Regions from separate parts of the Mus musculus genome. Here region 1 is linked to region 2. A link is a contact called in public Hi-C data. All regions are on one chromosome and are shown on one strand. The core of a region is the stretch at or near the end of the contact, and the rest is flanking DNA. Distances in the headings are between cores, read along the strand shown.

Evidence for each region. Hi-C and Micro-C count contacts between places; a contact is called where the count stands out from the background.
Region 1: a Hi-C map of cerebral cortex shows a contact between it and region 2, with 1.9 times the contacts expected there. The contact joins two enhancer-like sites. A contact is called at or near these places in 1 of 484 Hi-C or Micro-C datasets (cerebral cortex), 2 of 115 datasets of contacts at active chromatin or transcription factors (heart atrium and neural progenitor cells) and 1 of 9 other capture datasets (embryonic stem cells).

The regions. Positions count from the first base shown.
Region 1 is chr3:85,205,034-85,208,469 of GRCm38.p6, forward strand. No RefSeq gene overlaps it. Among named protein-coding and RNA genes, the nearest start is that of Gm31096, 85 kb to the left of the region's middle. Within about 2 kb of position 1,713, at least 13 of the 459 cell types and tissues checked have an H3K27ac peak or open chromatin away from gene starts, as enhancers often do. A contact at or near this core is called in cerebral cortex, where this site is marked.
Region 2 is chr3:84,983,725-84,986,993 of GRCm38.p6, forward strand. No RefSeq gene overlaps it. Among named protein-coding and RNA genes, the nearest start is that of Gm30944, 38 kb to the right of the region's middle. Within about 2 kb of position 1,482, at least 13 of the 459 cell types and tissues checked have an H3K27ac peak or open chromatin away from gene starts, as enhancers often do. A contact at or near this core is called in cerebral cortex, where this site is marked.

The sequences.
Region 1 (3,436 bases), core at 463-2,962, 220 kb after region 2:
TGATATGGAAAACACATGGTAAGGGAAGTCAGGGACCAGGGTTCTCATATCTCCTAGATCATCATCCAGAAACACAGAGATGATTGTTCAACAGAAGATGGGCAGCTATGAAAGAAAAGTAGATATCAGGAGACCCACACTATGACAAATAGTTGTCACATAGTTATCTCTTTGCTTTAGAAAGAAGATTCTGAGAAGGACCATATCCGAGCTGGACCATATTTGAACTGTACTGTCTCTGAATTGAGCCATGTCTAAACCAAACCATCTCTGATGCTGTGTGATACTGCCTTCACAGGCCTTCTCTCACTCCTTTTTTGAGTTCTTTGCTTCTTTTTATCAGACGAGAACAGAGATTTCTGCTCATGGAGTTTTGCTGCTATATTTGTTCTCCATGTCCTCTCAGTGAACAGGGGTCTCCGTCTGCCCAGGAAGGTCACTAGTCTGTGTCACTATAAAAAATCAGAGTGAGCAGCTTTCCAGTGTGCTCAGTTTATTAATGTCTTCTTTGTGATTTGTACTGGTTGTAAATATTATGTCCGTTATAAATAATGATCCAACATGCCATTTTTTCCTGTGGTCCTTGGTTACCTGGCCTATAAAACCAGAGGGCTGAATTAAATGATTATTAAGGTCCCTGCAGCTTTAACTCTGATGGATTTCATGAAGATTAACCTCCTGTGAGTAGACAGTCTATGGGGCTTGCCAGAGTGAGGTATCCCTAAGAACTTCGAAATGGGAAATACAATTTCCCTTGGAGAGTAAAACTTTAAAGGCAGCCAACACTAGATCAAAGAAGATATATTCAAAGTCTCCTTAAATGGACAGGATAGATTTCAGACCAGAACTGTCTGGACTTGATAATCCAAACATATCTAGGGTCAGAGTGTCCTGTCTGAGAGATGGAGCACCACGGAAGCAAGAAGAGGACACTGGGGACGGTGTCTTGATCTGTCCTGGCTCTGACAAGATTGGGATATTAGTGGGTCTGGGGCACTTTCCCAGCTGTGTCTCTGTTACAGACTGGCAGTAGACTGTCATGACTTGATGCCCCATGCCACTGACACGACTCACTATATTTAACCGACAATCCATCTAGTGTGGGCACCAACCCAGGAAAAGGGGTGTCAGCTACAGCTGGAATGGAAACTCAGGGCATTCACTGTAGCCAACACTTACCTTCTATAGTCTGAGAAGTGTGGGGCCTCCAGCCTGGATGGGGAGGTCTGTATAAACCCAGTGGGAAGCTCAGGATAGAGGCTGTCAGCTATCAGTTTCCGATCAGCTCAGAGAGGTTTAATACTTCAATAATGAAACACTTTTAAGCCTTTCAGTCCACCCCCTCTCTGATTGCAGTTCACCCAAACACCCCGAGTTTGAGTGCTGTCTCCCTTATGTGTCTGTCTGAAGAAAGGATAGCCTGGCTGGGGTCTGGGAGGCAGGGACATCTATGAAGGACACAAGGAGGTGACTGGAAGATGATTCTGCTCCTTGGGGCCAACAGAGAGTCTCCTCTTCAGCCTCTTGGGAGCCTGCTCATAGTGATCGGTGCGAGCTCACCCCAGTGAGAGAAATGCAATCTGGGCTTGCTGACAAAGTCAAGTGCTTCAGCTAAAAGAAAGAAGCGCTCAACGTCCTCACAAAATACTTCTTGGAAGCAGCCAGCCAATCCTTCGTTCAAACTTAGAGTCTGTGGTGCAAGGGAGTCTTCAGTAGTTTTCCACAGGCCTGCTGGCTGAATCTCCGCAGCATGTGGAATTTCAACTATAGGCAGGACAGCATGATACAGCGATTTCTCTCTTCTCTTCTCTCCTCCTCCTCCTCCTCCTCCTCCTCCTCCTCCTCCTCCTCCTCCTCCTCCTCCTCCTCTTCCTCTCTCTCCCTCTCCCTTTTTTCTCTCTTCCTCCTTCCTCCCTTTTCCCCTCCCTCCCTCCTTTTCATCTTCCCTCCCTCCCCACTCTCAATATGCTCAGTCATTTGTCTGTCAGGCAGATCTGCTTGGGTATCTAATAGGTTTCTCAATCATATTATGTCCAAAATATCACCCTTGGCACTGACTCTTCTCTTAAACCACCCCTTCCCATGTCCCCTTGTCTCTCAAGCCTGACCTAAAATCACATTCTGCCCAGGACCCCTCTCCTCAGACTCTTGCTTCCACCTGTAGCCTCTACTTAGGATATCATTGCTTCTAAGCTATAAGGTCATAAAGAGCACTTCCGGATTCCAGGTCAAAGCAGGTGACAGAGGTGGTTAAGCTTATGCATGCACGTGCACACGCACACACGTGCACATACACACACATGTATTTAAAGTCTGTTTGCTCTTTTCTAGTCTTTCCCAGTTCCTTCCACACCCACACTACTTTTTGGTTTCATATGTGTTTCATGAACCTCTCTGGTTTCATGTATAATTTTGGTAGAAACAGCCATACAAGGCTATCTGTGAACCCCAGGTCTCCAGCTCCTTTGCCTGGGAAAACACAGGCAGGTTGGAGCCTGATAGGACCAAGAAAGCCTTATTTTGAACCTAGGAGGAAAAGGCAGAATAGAATTCCAGTAGATACCACTCAGGTGATGCTTCTGGTCCCAGGGAAGAAGCAATACTGGCAGGTCAGAGACTCTGGGCTAGCCTGGGCTGGCCCGGACTGGACTTAGTTGTGAGTCCCTGCAACTTGGCTCCCCATCTTTTCCATAAAGACAAATACCACTGCTGTGTCTAGGAAGAGGCTCTGAATGTTTCAGCCCTTCGCTTATTCCCAACCCTGTCCCCAAGCCAACAGGGAAGGTTTGAGATGTTTGGTGGGTAGAGTTCTTAGGCAGCTACATATATCTCCCTAAGGAGTTGGGGCTCAGCCTTCAGACTGATGCTGGTAGTGGACAGGAAGTTAGGGACAGCCATGAAGGACACAGAGGCAAAAGGGGATGAGCCAGATGGAATGCATCTGAGTCCCCACCCTGGCACTACCGGGATGCCTCAGGAGTGGGATGCCAGTGAGGATAATCAAGAACAAACATCAATGGAAAAATAGATATCACCTCTCCCCATCCATGGCTGCATCGATTTCATAGCACACACTCCACTGTGCTACAGAATAAACCCAATACCCCACACTTTGTCCTTGTCAGGGAACAAAACAGGTTCCAGTGCTCCACTTTGGGTCCTGGTACTCATTTATAGGTAGACTTAGTTATCTTAGCCAAGTCCTCTCCACCTTTTTAAAAAATTTGAATAAAAAAATTCCCTTGATTTACAATTTCTGTTTGTTAGTGTCCACTGTAGTTCAGGCCTGTCCTAGGATCTAAAGAGTAATGTTAGGCAATTAAACAAAATGTGCACATTTCTTGTAGGGTTATGGGAAGTATTCACCACCACCCCCCACCCCCAGCTGAGAATTCAATCAAGCACTCAGAGACATCAGGAGAAAGTCTTTATTTTT
Region 2 (3,269 bases), core at 232-2,731:
GATTTGGGAGAGCTGAAGCTTACTAACTTAGACTTGTCAAAACTGGATCCAGAGTGAGTGCTTAGAATCAGAACCATACAACAAAGTAGTAAATGTGGGTCCCTTCCTTGTGATATGTTTAAGGAGATCATTAGGTTTGTGTATTAGAAGTGCATCTCATTGTGGCATGGCTCTGCCCATCAGGAGGACTACAACTCCCAGCAACCCATGCCCATCTTAAAGTACTACAACTTCCAGTAACTCATTGCCCTTATGTAGCCTCTTCAGTTTCAAGGTGAATTGGCCAGTCTCACAACTTAGTCTTCTCATCTGTAGGTGAGGTAATATGAGGACAACATGACACAATGTAGGTCAAGTTAGTATAGGGCTTGACATGTAGTCATTAAGGATTTGTAGTTATTACTGAATGAAGAAAAAAAAAGAATAAAAGGAGGGCATGGTATACTAGGTACGGTAGAGGAGAAGTCTTATGGTAGATAGGAGGGAGAGTGCAGACAGAGGCATCAGGGAGAGAGTCCATAGTGGACATGACCAGCAGACTGAGGTGGATCATGTGAGGAGAAGTGAGAAGGAAGAAGAGGGATAGAGAGGAGGGAGCTTGGAGCAAGAGGCCAAAAGGGCTGGTGTAGCCAAAATGGCTGGATTCTATAGGGAAGAGCAGCTAGGGGAAGGGCAGCCCAGCCCTTGGGCTGCAGAAGTTTAGGGTAGAGGGCAGAGTATGCCAGCCAAGAGGACCCTGTAACAGGGACTGAGGGATGCTGGGAGAACCTGGCCACCAGATCCAGTTTGATCCAGTTAAATCAGCGCCTCAGCTCTTTGTCCCAGGTTTGAGACCTAACAACTACTCTAACTTCAGCTGCCTTGTACACTTGGACTGTAAATATTTGTAATTGACTTGTGTAATGAAACACTTTTATTACAGATAATCTCATTTTATTGCCAAGCACACACACACACAAGAAGAGAAACTTGCATTAGGGGATCCACCCACCGCCTTTTTTTTAAAGAAAAGTTCTCATGATGCAGCCCTAAATGTCATGGGATGCTCTACATAGACCGGGCTAACCTCAGACTCACAAAGCTATATCTGTTTACGCTGCCCATGTGCTGAGATTAAAGGTATGGACCACTATGCACTATGTATATCTCATTCAGAATATCTCACTGTCTTGCAAACCTGAGGGTGTGTGTGTGTGTGTGTGTGTGTGTGTGTGTGTGTGCATATCATACCAGTGATCCTCATTCTTGACCTATCAATTTGGAAGATATAACAACCACGAGCCTTAACTCAACTGGAGAGAACTGTAGAAAACACGAGTCAGTTTTCTAGTGTTGTGTGCTGGGATCCCCTCAATCTCTCCAACTGCAAAAACAAAAGAGTTGCTAGAGAACAATTTGTTCTCTGAGCTCCGCACAGCAGAGGAAATACAGGAGGAGTGGGGAAATTGTGTTGGGAAAGTCATAAGCCACCTTTTTTAGGGCGGGCGAGATGACTCAGCCAGAAGGGTGCTTGTCATCAAGCATGACAGCCTGCGTTCAATCCCTGAGATCCACACAGTGGAAGATGAAAACTAACTCCCACGAGTTGCCCTTTGACCTCAACATGCCTGTTCCCTCCCTCTACAGGAATAATAAATGTAATTATAATTTTTAAAGAAGGTCTGTTTTCAGGTCCTTGGGCAGGGGGGCAGGGAATTGCTACAGAAGTTAAATACTTCAGTTACATAAGAATTTTTAAAAATAAATGTTACTGGTCTACTTGTGTGCCAAAAACAGCCATCCAAAGAGAGGAACAGCAAGCTTCTGCATTCTGAGGCTTGAAAGGAGGCCAGACCATGCAGAAGGTAAAGGCGTGCACGGTGAATCCTCAACACATCTCAGCAGCCGAGTGCTATTACCATCATCAGGAAGGAGAGACAACCGGATCCAAATTCCATTTCAGCCACCTGTGTGACTCTACAAGTTTTAATTTTTTCTTACACTTATTATTTACTGGGAGACATGTACACGGTGGCATCCTACATGTGTGGAGGCCAGAGTGTGTGACTAATTCACTTTGCAGTGATCATCGTCGTCACTGCCACTACCACTAACAGTGTCTTGGTGACCATTTTCAGACTTACTCATCAATAAGACTTCCGGGGTACAATATTCAAAATGCCTTCCCAAATGTGCCAGGGATCTGAAAGTCTCCCTTTGGGAATATAGTGTGCAGTGGAGTCTCATTTCCTGAGAGACGAAACTTCCATCTTAGCCCACTTCCATCTTAGCCCGCACTTGGGAATCGAAAGCATGCAAAATCATGCCCAGGTTTCTTGGTCTTTCACTGTCAGTCTCTTAAATATGATAGGATGGCTGAGCATTTGGAAAAAGGGTGAAATTTCAGAGTAACACCCCCCACCCAAATACCATAAGAAACCTTGGTAAGGGACTATAATATGGAACTATAGAGCTGGCTCAGTGGTTAAGAGCACATACTGCTCTAACAGAGGACCACCATTGGGTCCCAGCACCCACGCTGACTCACAACTGCCTACACCTCCAGCTCTAAGGGATCTGATGCCTCTGTAGACACCTATACTGTTGTGCACACACACAAAGAATATGAAATCTTATAAAGAATCATGTTACCCTCACAGGAGAAAACACTGCATCGTGTAAGGGGGTAAAATGCAACTTTTAAAAAGAGCTCATGGAAACTGAAATATGGGAGAAAAATTATCTATTCAAAATAAAAATTAAAAGAGTTAAGAAGACATAAATGGAAAGCTAAAGTAGGGAAAAATAAAAAAATTAGAAGATTAGACTGGAACAAGAAAATGAACAGAATTGAAAGCTGATTGGAAGGACTGCTGAGGTGCCTTTGAGAAAAACAAATTAAACCCTGAGAGAAAAAGAAAAGCAGAGATTTAAAAAAGAGAGCTAGAGGGGCTGGGGTATAACTGTGTTAACAGGGCTCTCACCAGACATGTACAAGGCTCTGGGTTCCAGCTGACACAGGTAGTTTGCAGGGATAACTTAGTAACCTGGGACCCTCCCACCCAACACCTGCAACAAGTGATACACAAACCTGTCTCCAGATAATGTAGCTGATCACGCTGTGCCTTAGCAACCCCTAGTTACTTCCTTTTTGTGACCAGACACATCCTGGAACATAGTCTGAGATTTGAGGCAATGCTTCAGTTCAGCCTACAGTGGCTAGGTGCACGCGCAGTAGGGCCAACCATGTCTTCTAAGGTTTTTGGGATTAAACTGAATTTGCATCTTAT